3 separate regions of the Mus musculus genome follow, and regions 2 and 3 are each linked to region 1. The links are chromatin contacts, called in public ChIA-PET and promoter capture Hi-C maps. All regions are on one chromosome and are shown on one strand. Each heading gives the region's core, a stretch centred on a gene start, on an enhancer-like site or on the middle of the called end of the contact. The rest is flanking DNA. Distances are from core to core; before and after follow the strand shown.

Evidence for each region. Promoter capture Hi-C pulls out the DNA fragments that hold promoters and counts their contacts. ChIA-PET counts read pairs in DNA pulled down with a chosen protein or histone mark.
Region 2: a promoter capture Hi-C map of 3T3-L1-derived adipocytes shows a contact between it and region 1, with 3 times the contacts expected there. The contact joins the enhancer-like site here to the promoter of Mettl21a in region 1. A contact is called at or near these places in 13 of 39 promoter capture datasets (the 3T3-L1 cell line, 3T3-L1-derived adipocytes, embryonic stem cells and 5 more) and 4 of 115 datasets of contacts at active chromatin or transcription factors (astrocytes, embryonic forebrain, embryonic hindbrain and 1 more).
Region 3: an RNA polymerase II ChIA-PET map of memory CD8 T cells shows a contact between it and region 1, with 10 read pairs. The contact joins the enhancer-like site here to the promoter of Mettl21a in region 1. A contact is called at or near these places in 2 of 39 promoter capture datasets (the HPC-7 cell line and pre-B cells), 2 of 115 datasets of contacts at active chromatin or transcription factors (memory CD8 T cells and pancreatic cancer cells) and 2 of 9 other capture datasets (adipose tissue and liver).

What each region holds. Positions count from the first base shown.
Region 1 is chr1:64,616,092-64,619,769 of GRCm38.p6, reverse strand. Mettl21a (methyltransferase like 21A) reads left to right here and starts at 2,006. Exons shown (of 3, transcript NM_025964.4): 1 at 2,006-3,497. The coding sequence starts at 3,351.
Region 2 is chr1:65,153,206-65,156,883 of GRCm38.p6, reverse strand. No RefSeq gene overlaps it. Among named protein-coding and RNA genes, the nearest start is that of Idh1, 24 kb to the left of the region's middle. Within about 2 kb of position 1,898, at least 23 of the 459 cell types and tissues checked have an H3K27ac peak or open chromatin away from gene starts, as enhancers often do. A contact at or near this core is called in 3T3-L1-derived adipocytes, where this site is marked.
Region 3 is chr1:64,086,694-64,090,371 of GRCm38.p6, reverse strand. The region is part of intron 1 of Klf7 (Kruppel-like factor 7 (ubiquitous)); the gene reads left to right. The region is part of intron 2 of Gm13748 (a long non-coding RNA gene); the gene reads right to left. Among named protein-coding and RNA genes, the nearest start is that of Gm13748, 9.2 kb to the right of the region's middle. Within about 2 kb of position 1,946, at least 186 of the 459 cell types and tissues checked have an H3K27ac peak or open chromatin away from gene starts, as enhancers often do. A contact at or near this core is called in adipose tissue, liver, memory CD8 T cells and 1 more, where this site is marked.

The DNA of each region.
Region 1 (3,678 bases), core at 757-3,256:
ACAGGAAGGAGCCCAGGGCATCTTTCTATAAGGAAAAAGCACAATCGTTATATTTAGATATATTTCCGAATCACCCCAGACAATGCAAAAAGTAGACCCTTTTGCATATCCTCAGAAAAACTGAAAGGAAGGCCAGGGTTGTTGGCTCACACATCAACATCTCATTCAGCAAGCCGAGGCAGGAGGATTGTCATGAGTTTAAGACAAGGCCAAGCGGTAGAGCGAGAACCTGCCTGAAAGAAAACTGAACAACCAAAACCAAGGGAGGCTGCCAGTGAAGTGTCCTCTCTGTTCTTAGAGGTACAACGTGGTTAAGGAGTCGAGTCCTCTTAACTGACAATGACACCTGGGAGTCAAGAGGACGAGGAAGATCTTACAAGCCTTGAAGGTCTCCAAAAGAATTCCTACCTTGCCAAACAGTCACACTAAAACATGTACCTCATTAATTTTGTATGAATCTTTTGAGGGCACATACATGTTTACGGTATGTGTGCTTTGTGCATACAGGGGACTGAAGAGGACACTGGGTCCGTGGCACTTAGGTGGAGTCTTGGATTTTTGTAAGCCATCATGTGGGTGCTGGGTTCTGATCCTGCATCCTTTGCAAGAGCAAAAGGCGCTCTCAACCACTAAGTCATTTCTCCAGCCCCTCTACCTCACTCACATTGGAAGTCTCCCAAGTTGTTAGCACCCCCCGTTGTGGTACCACCTAAGCAATGCTGCAGCACGCTCTGTTCTCCACGATTACAAAGGTTTCTTTCTCACTCCTGTTTCAGTTGTGAAGCTCCAACCGGGGACCTGGTGCTAAAGAGAGCCTGGATGTTAAGACACAAGCCTTGGCTAGGCATGGTGACACACAACCTGTAATCTCAGCACTTGCCAGTCTGGGGCAGGTGCATCTGAGTTTGAAGCCAACCTGGTACATATATAGTGAGTTCCTGGGCAGACAAGGCTATGTAGAGAAGAGAGATCCTGTTTTAAACTAAACCAAACCAAAGCCCTGGGATAGTGAGAAAGGAGCAACTACCCAGCTGCGAGGGGCTCTTTCACCCACGTTCTGATGGTAAGAACAATTTGTATGGTCAAGTATGAACTAAGGATAGGAAAATCCCTGGGCATATTAAAGACAGCCATATAGCAGGCTGAGCACTTAAATATGTACTCTATCAAATGCTCATTACTCTCTCCCCCAAGGATTAAACAAGTCTTTCTTCTCAGATATTTAGAGGCTCACCAGTGGTTTCTGTTTGTGCTCTCTTTAATGTCTACACTGCTATAGATGTTGATTTTCCTAAGCGGATGTGTGCCCTTTCTAAGCAAGTCGGCAATAATTACAACTCTGGGAGCTAGGAGGGGCAAAAGGAACACGGTAAGTAAATGTAATGTTGCAAATGCTCTTGTTGGCAGTGTGCTGGAGAGCTTGGGGGAAGTTTTAAAGTCATATACATATGTATGCAATCCTCCCCTGTGTGTGTATACATTTTCAGTGGAAAGATGGAGAATAGGGAGACAGAATGGTTAGCTAGATCCCAGGAATCTGGGGAGGTCAACCCATTTACATTTTTGAATGTTTTTCTGACCCAAAGTCTACACTTTCCTGTGCCTAGTTTAGGTCCCCAAAAGAAAGAAATAAAACAGAAAACACACGGAAGAAAGGTATTTCTTCTTCTAGTAACTACATATCAACGTGGTGTGGTCTTTTCACTTGTGCGTATTCACTGATGAAATCGGATTAGCTCTCTCTAGCGCAAAAACGTGAGCTTTAATAAGAAAAGGAAAAGGGGAAGCTGAGAAGCCGAGATAGCACAAAGCCATGGAGCAAGTAAGGAGAAAACTTACTAAGAGAAAAAACGGAGGAAGAAAAGACCCAAACAGGAAACTCAGTAACTTGAGGAAAGGGCTCTTACTGGTCCCCAGTTTACTGCAGGCCACTTGTCCCCAGTCTCCCGCAGCTGGTGCTGGAATGTGGAGGTCAGGCGCGCCCCCTGCCGGCCGGGAGAGGCGAGGGCGGTCGCGGCTCGGCAGGGTCCGGCACGCGGAGACCCTTGGGTGGCCAGGTCCGGGGATGGAGTTTGCAGCCGAGGCTGCCGGCCAGGATTTAGAAAGGCGTCCATTTCGGCCAGCAGAGTGGCGGCGTGGAGCGACGCGAGCGCCCGAGCGCATGTGGTCGGGCTCAAAACCCGGCCTGGGCGTCGCACGCCCACTCCCCAGCCGCGCCGTGGTTAGGGATGCTCGGTAGTGTTCTCTCCCACTTCACTGCCACCAAACGCGGTGACTACGTTTAGTTCTCTACTTCGCTACGCATCCTTGGGCGCCAACGTCGCCGACTAACTGTCCACTTTAAGGTCGGCCTTTCTCCCATGCAAGGCACCCCACGCCCCTGTGCACTCGCCCTCCCTGGCGCCCCAAAACCGTAGGGCCTCACAGGAACTACACAGCACGGGCCAGGGGAAAGCGGCGGTACCGGGGAAGGGGACCGGAAACCCGCGTCTCTCTTCCCGGAACCAGCTTCCACCGCCTTCTGCCAATCCAGCCTTTTAAGGAGGAGCTCCGCACAGCGACTGGGCAAGGCTGTGCGCTTGCGCGGCTCGGGTACCCTCCCGGAACCGTGAGTATCTACGTGGAGGCACTGCAGGGTGGCCAGCGGGCTGTGTGGGCGCCAAGCCTCCACCCGAGGGTCCGAAAGGAGTCTCTGCAGAGCCCTGCTCCCACCATGCTGGGTTCCCGGGACTCTTTCGTGGGCGCGAGGGAAGCGCATCTGTGGCCCCCGGGTGTCGTGCGGGACGTGCTTTTTGTCCCGCGGGTTGTCCGCCAGTATTGTCCGCTCCAGCCCCCAGGGTGACTCCATCCACTCTGCCGTAGGGAGCCTTCTAGGGTCAAAAGGCAGGGCGAACCCTTAGGATTTAGCAGAAGTACGCATTTGGCTCCTTTGTCCTAGCTGAACATGAGGATGTAGGTTGGCGGACCAAACAAACAAAAATGTGGGAGCTGGGTCCAGACAGATCAGGTGCCCAGGGCCGTCACTGTCACTTCGTGTACCGTTCTTTATGTAATGCCCAAGTAGTAACAGGAGCCTGTAGGGTGCCACAGTAGTTAGAGATTTCTAGGCGTTTCCTCCTCAGAGTTATTAGTTGACACCAATTCAGAGCCAATTTTCACTTCCCTCAAGTCTCGGAGGAAAAGCTGTTGAAGAAATTGGATGCACCTCAGTCTATTTCTTAGTTTGAACTTGTAATAACGTCAACAGCTTTTCCAAGTTACTTAAGTAAGATACAGCACTCAACTTCTGACTCTGGTGACACTCAGGATTCTTTTTGCATGACAGGTCTCAGCAGAGATAGACAGAAGAAATGGCCCTGGTACCCTATGAGGAGAGCGCGGCAATAGGGCTCCAGAAATTCCATAAGCCTCTCGCCACCTTCTCTTTTGCGAACCACACCATCCAGATCCGTCAGGACTGGAGGCAACTGGGAGTTGCTGCAGTGGTGTGGGATGCGGTAAGTCAGCACTGCAGGGCCTTTGAAAACATCCACAGTTGCAAGACTGTATTCTAAAAAGGAAATTGATGGCTTTATTGAGATATGATTCATATATAGTCTCCACCAATGTAAAGTCTGCAAAAACACTGGGTGGTTCAGCACATCCATGGTAGTACACCCATTACATTATTTACAGTTT
Region 2 (3,678 bases), core at 649-3,148, 540 kb before region 1:
CAGTGACACGGTTCACCCAATAAAAGCACCTGCCACCAAGCTTGACAACTTCAGATTGCCTTCTGGTACCTAAATGTTGGAAGGAGAGATGCTGACAGTTGTCCCCTGACTCTAACACATGCATGACCCTCCACCACTAACCCTCCAAATAAAAGGGGGGAATTTAAAAATGTAGAACAAAAAAGTCAATGCGTGGAGTGGCTGTCTCTCATTTTCTGGCCTGCCCTCCTGGCAAGCTTGAGCTCAGGCTGTAGACACTGCCTATACGTGAGGCCTTCCAGAATCCAAGCAGGCAGTGATGCAGTATGCACATCTGAACTAGTTTCTCCGTGCTACCCACATGGTAACTCCAATCTAAACCTACAGTCACGGACCAGCTCTCTTGCCAAGAAAACCTCACAAAGCAGAGGAGGCCCATGCGGCATGGGCACTTCATCCCAGACAGCACAAGTTACAGACAACCATCTGACCGATTCTCAAGTGGGAGAAGGTTCTAGTGTCCATCAGTTTCCCCAGATGACCCTAGGGCAATGGGGGGAAAAGCATATTGTTTCTAGCTGAAACTATTAGGAGAGCCAGGCACACTTGGGAGGCAGAGGCGGGCTGATCTGTAAGTTCAAGGCCAGCCGATTCTGCAAAGTGAGCTACAGGATAGCCAGAGTTACAGAGAAACCCTGTCTCGAAAACAAAAGAAAAACAAAACAAAACAAAACAAAAGCCTATTAGGAAAACAGGACAAAAGCAATACATATTTTAATCTTCTATATAAAAATGTAAGGCATTTTTACCAAAGATCATAAAACTCCTAACTTGCACTTGAAGCTGACCTCAAACTCACTACCCTGGCTCATTTTCTCAGAGATCACAGGCAGGGATCATCATATCCGCTCTCGAATGTTTTCTAATTAAGGTGGTTCTTTCTAAGGTCAAGGCCAGCGTGGTCTCAGACTGGTGAGATCCAGGACAGCCAGAGCTACACCTGTCTTGAAAAAAAACAAACTAAAAAGTTCTAGACTTAAATTTTACATTCAAAAAATAAGTGTCATCTTGGGTGACGGTATGTGTCCATGGTCTCAGCTACTTGGAAATCTGAAGATTAGAGGATGACTTGAGAGCCAAAGTTTAAGATCAGCCTCAGCAACATAACAAGACTGACTCTTAACATAAGAGTTGTCAACAAGTTTATATTCACCTTGCCTTATCTATGCTTACTAACTTCTGTTTGGACTTTTGACTGTTAATACTTTGATAATTATTACAACAGCCATTTCACCCTTTATTGGCAAGGTCATAATTTATGAAGCTTTGTGTTTAGGGAAGGACTTGGGGAGTAGAGTATTTACCTACTGCCACTGACCCTCCTCCGTTTAATGATGAGCTCTGCATAAAGTCAGACATAGTGGTATAGGCCTGGAGCTGAAGGCAGAGCATCAGAAGTTTAAGGTTATCCTCCAATACAGAGCAAGGTCAAGGCTAGGTACTATGTGAGAATCTGTTACAAACAAACAAACAAAAGGATGAATCCCATTTCTACTATCTTTTGTTTCATAGACTCTTCATGGTAGGTGGTAGCTATCACTACTAATATGTTGTAAGGAAGGACATGAAGGCAGTGGAAGGAGCTTTGCTTGAGACTACAGAATATGTCAATGGCCATTGGCAAAGGGACTTCAGGAGTCCTGACTCAGCAAAGCCTTGTCTCTCTCCACCTGTTTGTTTCAGGTTTGGAAGCTTAGGAGGAAGAAACAGTGTGGAACAGAACAATGGCTTTGGACTGGGTGATCTCTTCACCCCTCCTGCTCTCAAAGATTCTGGGAGTCACTCAAATGAGTGCCACTACATTGCCCAAGCCCAGCATCTGGCCAAGAGCCAGTTAATGTCTAAAACAACTATCAGATTAGCTGCTGACTAATGTGTCCACAGGCTAATGGTTGATTTTGTAACCACAGGAGGGTCAGGACTACTGACCTGGAAAATGACTCCTCAGCAAAATGTTGGCAGCAGCAGGATTCAGGGGCATAGGAGAATTCCAAAGTTGGGAATCCTTACATTTCACAAATACTCCTTCCTAGGAGAGTTTTAAATGGAAACATTCAAGTTTTAGTCTTTTTTTTAAAATGATTATTATTTATGTATGTGAATACACTGTAGCTGTCTTCAGACATCAGAAGAGGGCATCAGATCCCATTACAGATGGCTGTGAGACACCATGTGGCTGCTGGGAATTGAACTCAGGACCTCTGGAAGAGCAGTCAGTGCTCTTAACCTCTGAGCCATCTCTCCAGCCCCAAGTTTTAGTCTTTACAACTAGAATCACAACTCTCTGTACTCTTAATATATACATTCTGTTTAATATTAGATTCTCCATAATGAAGGCTCTACCTCTTCCTGCTAATCTGGAGATGAGCTCAAAACCCAATATAACAACCGCAACCACAACAACAACAACCACAACCACAACAACAAAACAGCAATGAAGGCTTGGAGCACTTGTGGCAACACTGACAAAAGTGTTCTAGTGTTTATTGATTATTATAAGCAATCTCACCCATGGTCCCTTATTTTACATCGAGGGACATGGAATTTTCAAACTGCTAAAACAGCTGTAAATCCGGGATTCAAAAAAGAGAAAAGTTTGGGAGCTTTTGTGGCCAAGCAATGATGTTTTGTTTGTTTGTTTTTGTGGTTGTTTTGTTTTGTTTTGTTTTGTTTTGTTTTTGAAACAAGAGTTTCTTTGTGTAGGTGTGGCTATCCTGGAACTTATGGTGTAGACCAGGCTGGCCTCAAAACGGAGATCTGCCTGCCTCTGTCTCCTATGTGCTAGATTTTAAAGCTATAAAAAAATTCTTACAAGGAAAACTTCTCTTGACTATTGGTGTGACATGATGGACAGAAAACAAAAGAAAATTGTTCAAACAAGAGTCTAACGACAACCTTTTGATAAACATCTTAAGTCTCTGGACTTTCTAGATCCCTAGATTCCAAGGATAGAAGTGGCTAGCACTCATGTTCCCAAATCCCCAGTGTAGGGTAAAGAAATATTTCTCCTATACCCTCTGAAGGGTCACAGGAATAAACTGACAAAGGTTGATTAAATAGACAAGAAGCTTGGAAATTTATTAATGTGTAATAAATGGAAAAATCACAGCCCAATGTGATTCAGAAACTCAATTGTCCTTTTCCTAAAGCATAGGAAAAGAGTGTCAGAGAAAGTGGACAATTTGGGAGAACTCCAAGGGTTTACAAATTGAAGGCTGGCCCTGGACAAGGTCTACAGAACCCAGGAGACAATGAATGGTGGGTGATTGAGTTATTTAGGATTTTACTGCTGTAAACAGACACCATGACCAAGGCAACTCTTAGGAGGGCAAAATTTACTTGCGGCTGGCTTACAGGTTCAGAGGTTCAGTTCATTACCATCAAGGCAGAATCATGACAGCATCCAGGCAGGTATGGTGCAGGAAGAGTTGGGAGTTCTAAAGAAGACCCCTAGGAGAAGACTGGCTCCCACATGGTTAGGAAGAGGTCTCATTGCCCACCCCCACAGTGATACACTTCCTCCAACAGGGCCACAGCTACTACAACAAGGCCACACCTCCAAATAGTGCTATTCTCTGGGCCAAGCATATTCAAACCAACATATTCAACTCCCTGTCCCCCATACACTTATTCAAACAC
Region 3 (3,678 bases), core at 697-3,196, 530 kb after region 1:
AGCTGAGATCAGTCTGGGACCTTGTAAACACTGAATTGCAAGTAAAATTAAGTAGTATGGAGATGGATGGATGGGGGGTATTTTGGGTTGGCTTGTTCAGGCAAGCCAAAGAAGGGCTGTCTGGGTAGGTAACAGTGAACTGAAACAAAGATTAAACAGTGCTGATGTGCAGTAACCCAGGAGCCCATGTACTGGGGAGTAGGAGGGCAGGTACAGGTACTACGGTTTGGAAAGGTACTTGGTCTTAGAATGTTGTCTGCCTAAGGAATGTAATGAATGAAAGAGAGACAGAGAGAAAGACAGGTCAGCAGGGGCCTGAGTAAAGTAGTAGGGGATGGATGGCAGGCCATTGGTGAATTACAGCAGAAGCTTGAATGGGAGCCGTTGAACATGTGGTTTTGTAGAGAAGCAAGGGAACCCCTGTGTGGGGAACACTGAGGAGAGAGGCAGAGGAAGTAAATAATGGACCAGATCCAGAGGCTGGGGGGTGGGAGGGAGACAAGAAGAGCATGGTGTCCATTTGTCCACTCTGCTATCCTTGGTGTTTTTTAGAAGCAAGAGAAAGAAAGAGGAGATGGCCAAGGGAGATGGCCTCTGTGGGTCAAAGAAATGGATTTTCCTTCCACTCCAGGAAGCAAAACTTCCTCTACTCCATGAAATAAACCTTCCTCTCAGCTTAGAGTATGAGATTTGCTCTATACTGTAAACACGTAAACTTATCCCCTGAAGCTCTGAAGTACTTACAGTTAAAGCCTGGTAAGAAATTTGAACACAGACAACCAGCCTGCCTCTTATGTTTTTCAGTGAAGAAATTTTTGAATTCATCATAGTTCTGGGCTCCAGTCTCCAGAATTGTGACCACTGATGGGTTTTCAATTTGATCAGAGTTGCTTGCTCTGTTCATTCATTCACCCACCCATTCACTCATTAAGCAAAATATATGGCAGGTCACAAGTCAGGAATGAGTCCAGTTGCCTTTGTCATGCACATACTCTAGCTAAATTTTCATTTTAGAGATTGATGAAATCAATAGCCTCAAGGAGCCAAGAAATACAAAATTGTAGCCCTCTGTTAAACCAGGATCACTGAGTGTCAGAGGCATTGGGGTTCCTGTTCAGAGGCAGGTCTCATACAGTCCCGGTCCTCCAAACCCTTTCCCTTCACCACACTATTGACATTGGGCGTCTCATGCTTTGACCCTGCCCTCCATGGTCGGGTCTTCCTTTGATCTTCCCATTGCTATTTCACGCCATCTGAGTGCCACAGACTGTGCATACACTCTAAGCTCAGCCCATCCTTCCCTTAGATGAGAATCCTGAGCTCAGAGAGGTTGAGGTTGCTCCATCATGCAGCCATTTTAAATATTTTAGGAAATTGATTTTACCGGCACACAGTTACACAAAATCACAACTGTTGCACAAGAAAAGCGGTTCAGGGCTGGCTTTCATTGTGCCCTTGGCTGCCATTTTTCCATGGTCTGAGGAAGTACAACACTCTTCCTGTACCCTGCATTGTCTGTAACGTTCCGATCCCGAGGTTCCTGGAAGCTGTATTTGAGTGTCTTCTGTGATTGTCAGCAACTAGATTGCATCTGCCACTGAGGGCCCCAGTGGGCTTTGAACCTCTTCTTCTCCGGAAATTCATGCTGTTGAGAGGGAGAGGACAACACCGTCCATGCGTGCAGTGATGCCCTGAGTCAAAGAAGTGTGTGTGTGTGTGTGTGTGTGTGTGTGTGTGTGTGTGTGTGTGTGTGTGTAGTAGAGGAAGGGCATATTTAATTAACCCAACTCAGAAGTCTGTAACAGTGTTCTAGGAGGGAGTCCGTGAGATGACTTTACTAAATAAATAAGAATCCCAGAAGCGCCAGTCAGGCTGAGCAGCAACCTGGGAGAGGAAGGGGAGATGATGTCATGGTTTCGGCATGTTCCCATCCTGACTGCTGAGAGTACCGAGGCTCATGGAGTTTGTGTAGGGTGTGTGAGTGTGTACAGGGTTAATAGGAACGGGTGGGGTGTGTACGAGTGAGCTGTAAAACAGATTAATAACCCCTTGTCAGACCTTTCCCCGTTAACTGTGTTTTTCAGTAATTTTAGTTTGAATGAGAGAGAGCTCTCTAGCCAATTAGTGTTTATTTGTTTCTTTTGGCAAGGCATGTTGGGTGGTGGGGAGAGGAATGAGATTGGTGAGTTTCAAATTTGTGTTTTGTTTTTGCATTTTGGAGGAAGTGAGTAGCATGAGTTTGGGTTTTCAATGCTGCCCCCCCTCCCTCCCCGCTTTTAAGAGGCAGGAGGCAAGACGTGGCCAGCTGGTGCCTTGAACTGACACAGGTGCAGAGGCTGTGGGGGGTGGGGAGCCAAGAATAATTACAGGTTTCTGAAGCATCAGGCCCTGCCTGACACAAGCGCTCGTCAAGAAAACTGCTCTTTATGGAAAATTAATGGTGAAGCTTAAAACCCGTCGGGCTCATTGTTGTTCTTGGGACACCATCTTGCAGAAAAGAGGTCTTTCCCCAGGTCCGTGGGCTCTGTGAGACGCCTGCCTTCCCAAACAGGAACTGCTTAGCGTTGTTACTGACTGTAATGGATTTTTTCCTTTAGGATTGTGAACTTGAGACCCCTGTGGGGTTGCATATCAGATATCTTGCAGATCAGATATTTACATTACAATCCCTAACAGTAGCAAAATTACAGTTACGAAGAAGCAACAAAATAATCCTATAGTTAGGGCCACCACAACTGGAGGAACTGTATTAAAGGGTTACAGAATTAGAAACATTGAGAACTACTGCCTTAGGGAGTCATCTTGTTTAATTTTTAGATCTATCTCTTGACAGCAGTATATAGAGAGTAATTTTCTTTGATTCTTAAGGCATGGATTTTATTATGTTCATGAGAATGAAATAATGACTAAAATTGGGACATCTATTGAGACTTGGTTTTAGGGTACTTAAGTAGCAAATAGTAATAGTATTTCCACCTGTTTGATCCTAAATGGTGGCTTGGCTGGAAGAGATGGATAGAGGAGACAAAGGATCATCTGTATGTCTAGCTGTTCGTGTGCACTAGTATCTTAATTACTCCAGAGTTGGAATTTAATTAGCTTAGTAGCTGAGGAACAGTGAGGAGCCTCCTTGAGGGCCAACTGAAGACCGGTGGACTTCAAACTGATATGTTTGGGGAGGTAGCACCCAAAAAAAACAATGAAAAACTGAGTTTTGTCTGTCCGTCTGTCTGTGCTTGGTCCATGTGGCATCCAGTTGACACTGTTACCTTGAAAATTGATGGTAAGAGCCAGGATAAGGCATTCCTATTTGGAGAAGGAGGGAAGCCTAGAACCCAGGGCCCAGCTTTGCCCAGCTTTGCCCAGCTTTGCCCTGATTGTGTGACTTCAGTGTCAAATTTGGAACAGAGTGGTTTGTAGGATTCACGTTATGTATGCATTGAAACTAAAAATCCCTCAGGAGATCAAAGGGGAATTTGAGGATGCTGTACATCGTGTATCCCAGGGGAAGTAATTTCAAAGACACTGTCCTCTTCCCGGGCCTTTAATCCCATCTCCTTCCTTCCTGGCTTCCTCAAGAAAAAATATCCAAACTAATGTTGTCTTTGTATGTTGGAAATGATTTGGGGAGGAGAAGCACTAAAGAGGTTTTGCTATAAATTTCCTAACTTTTGTTTG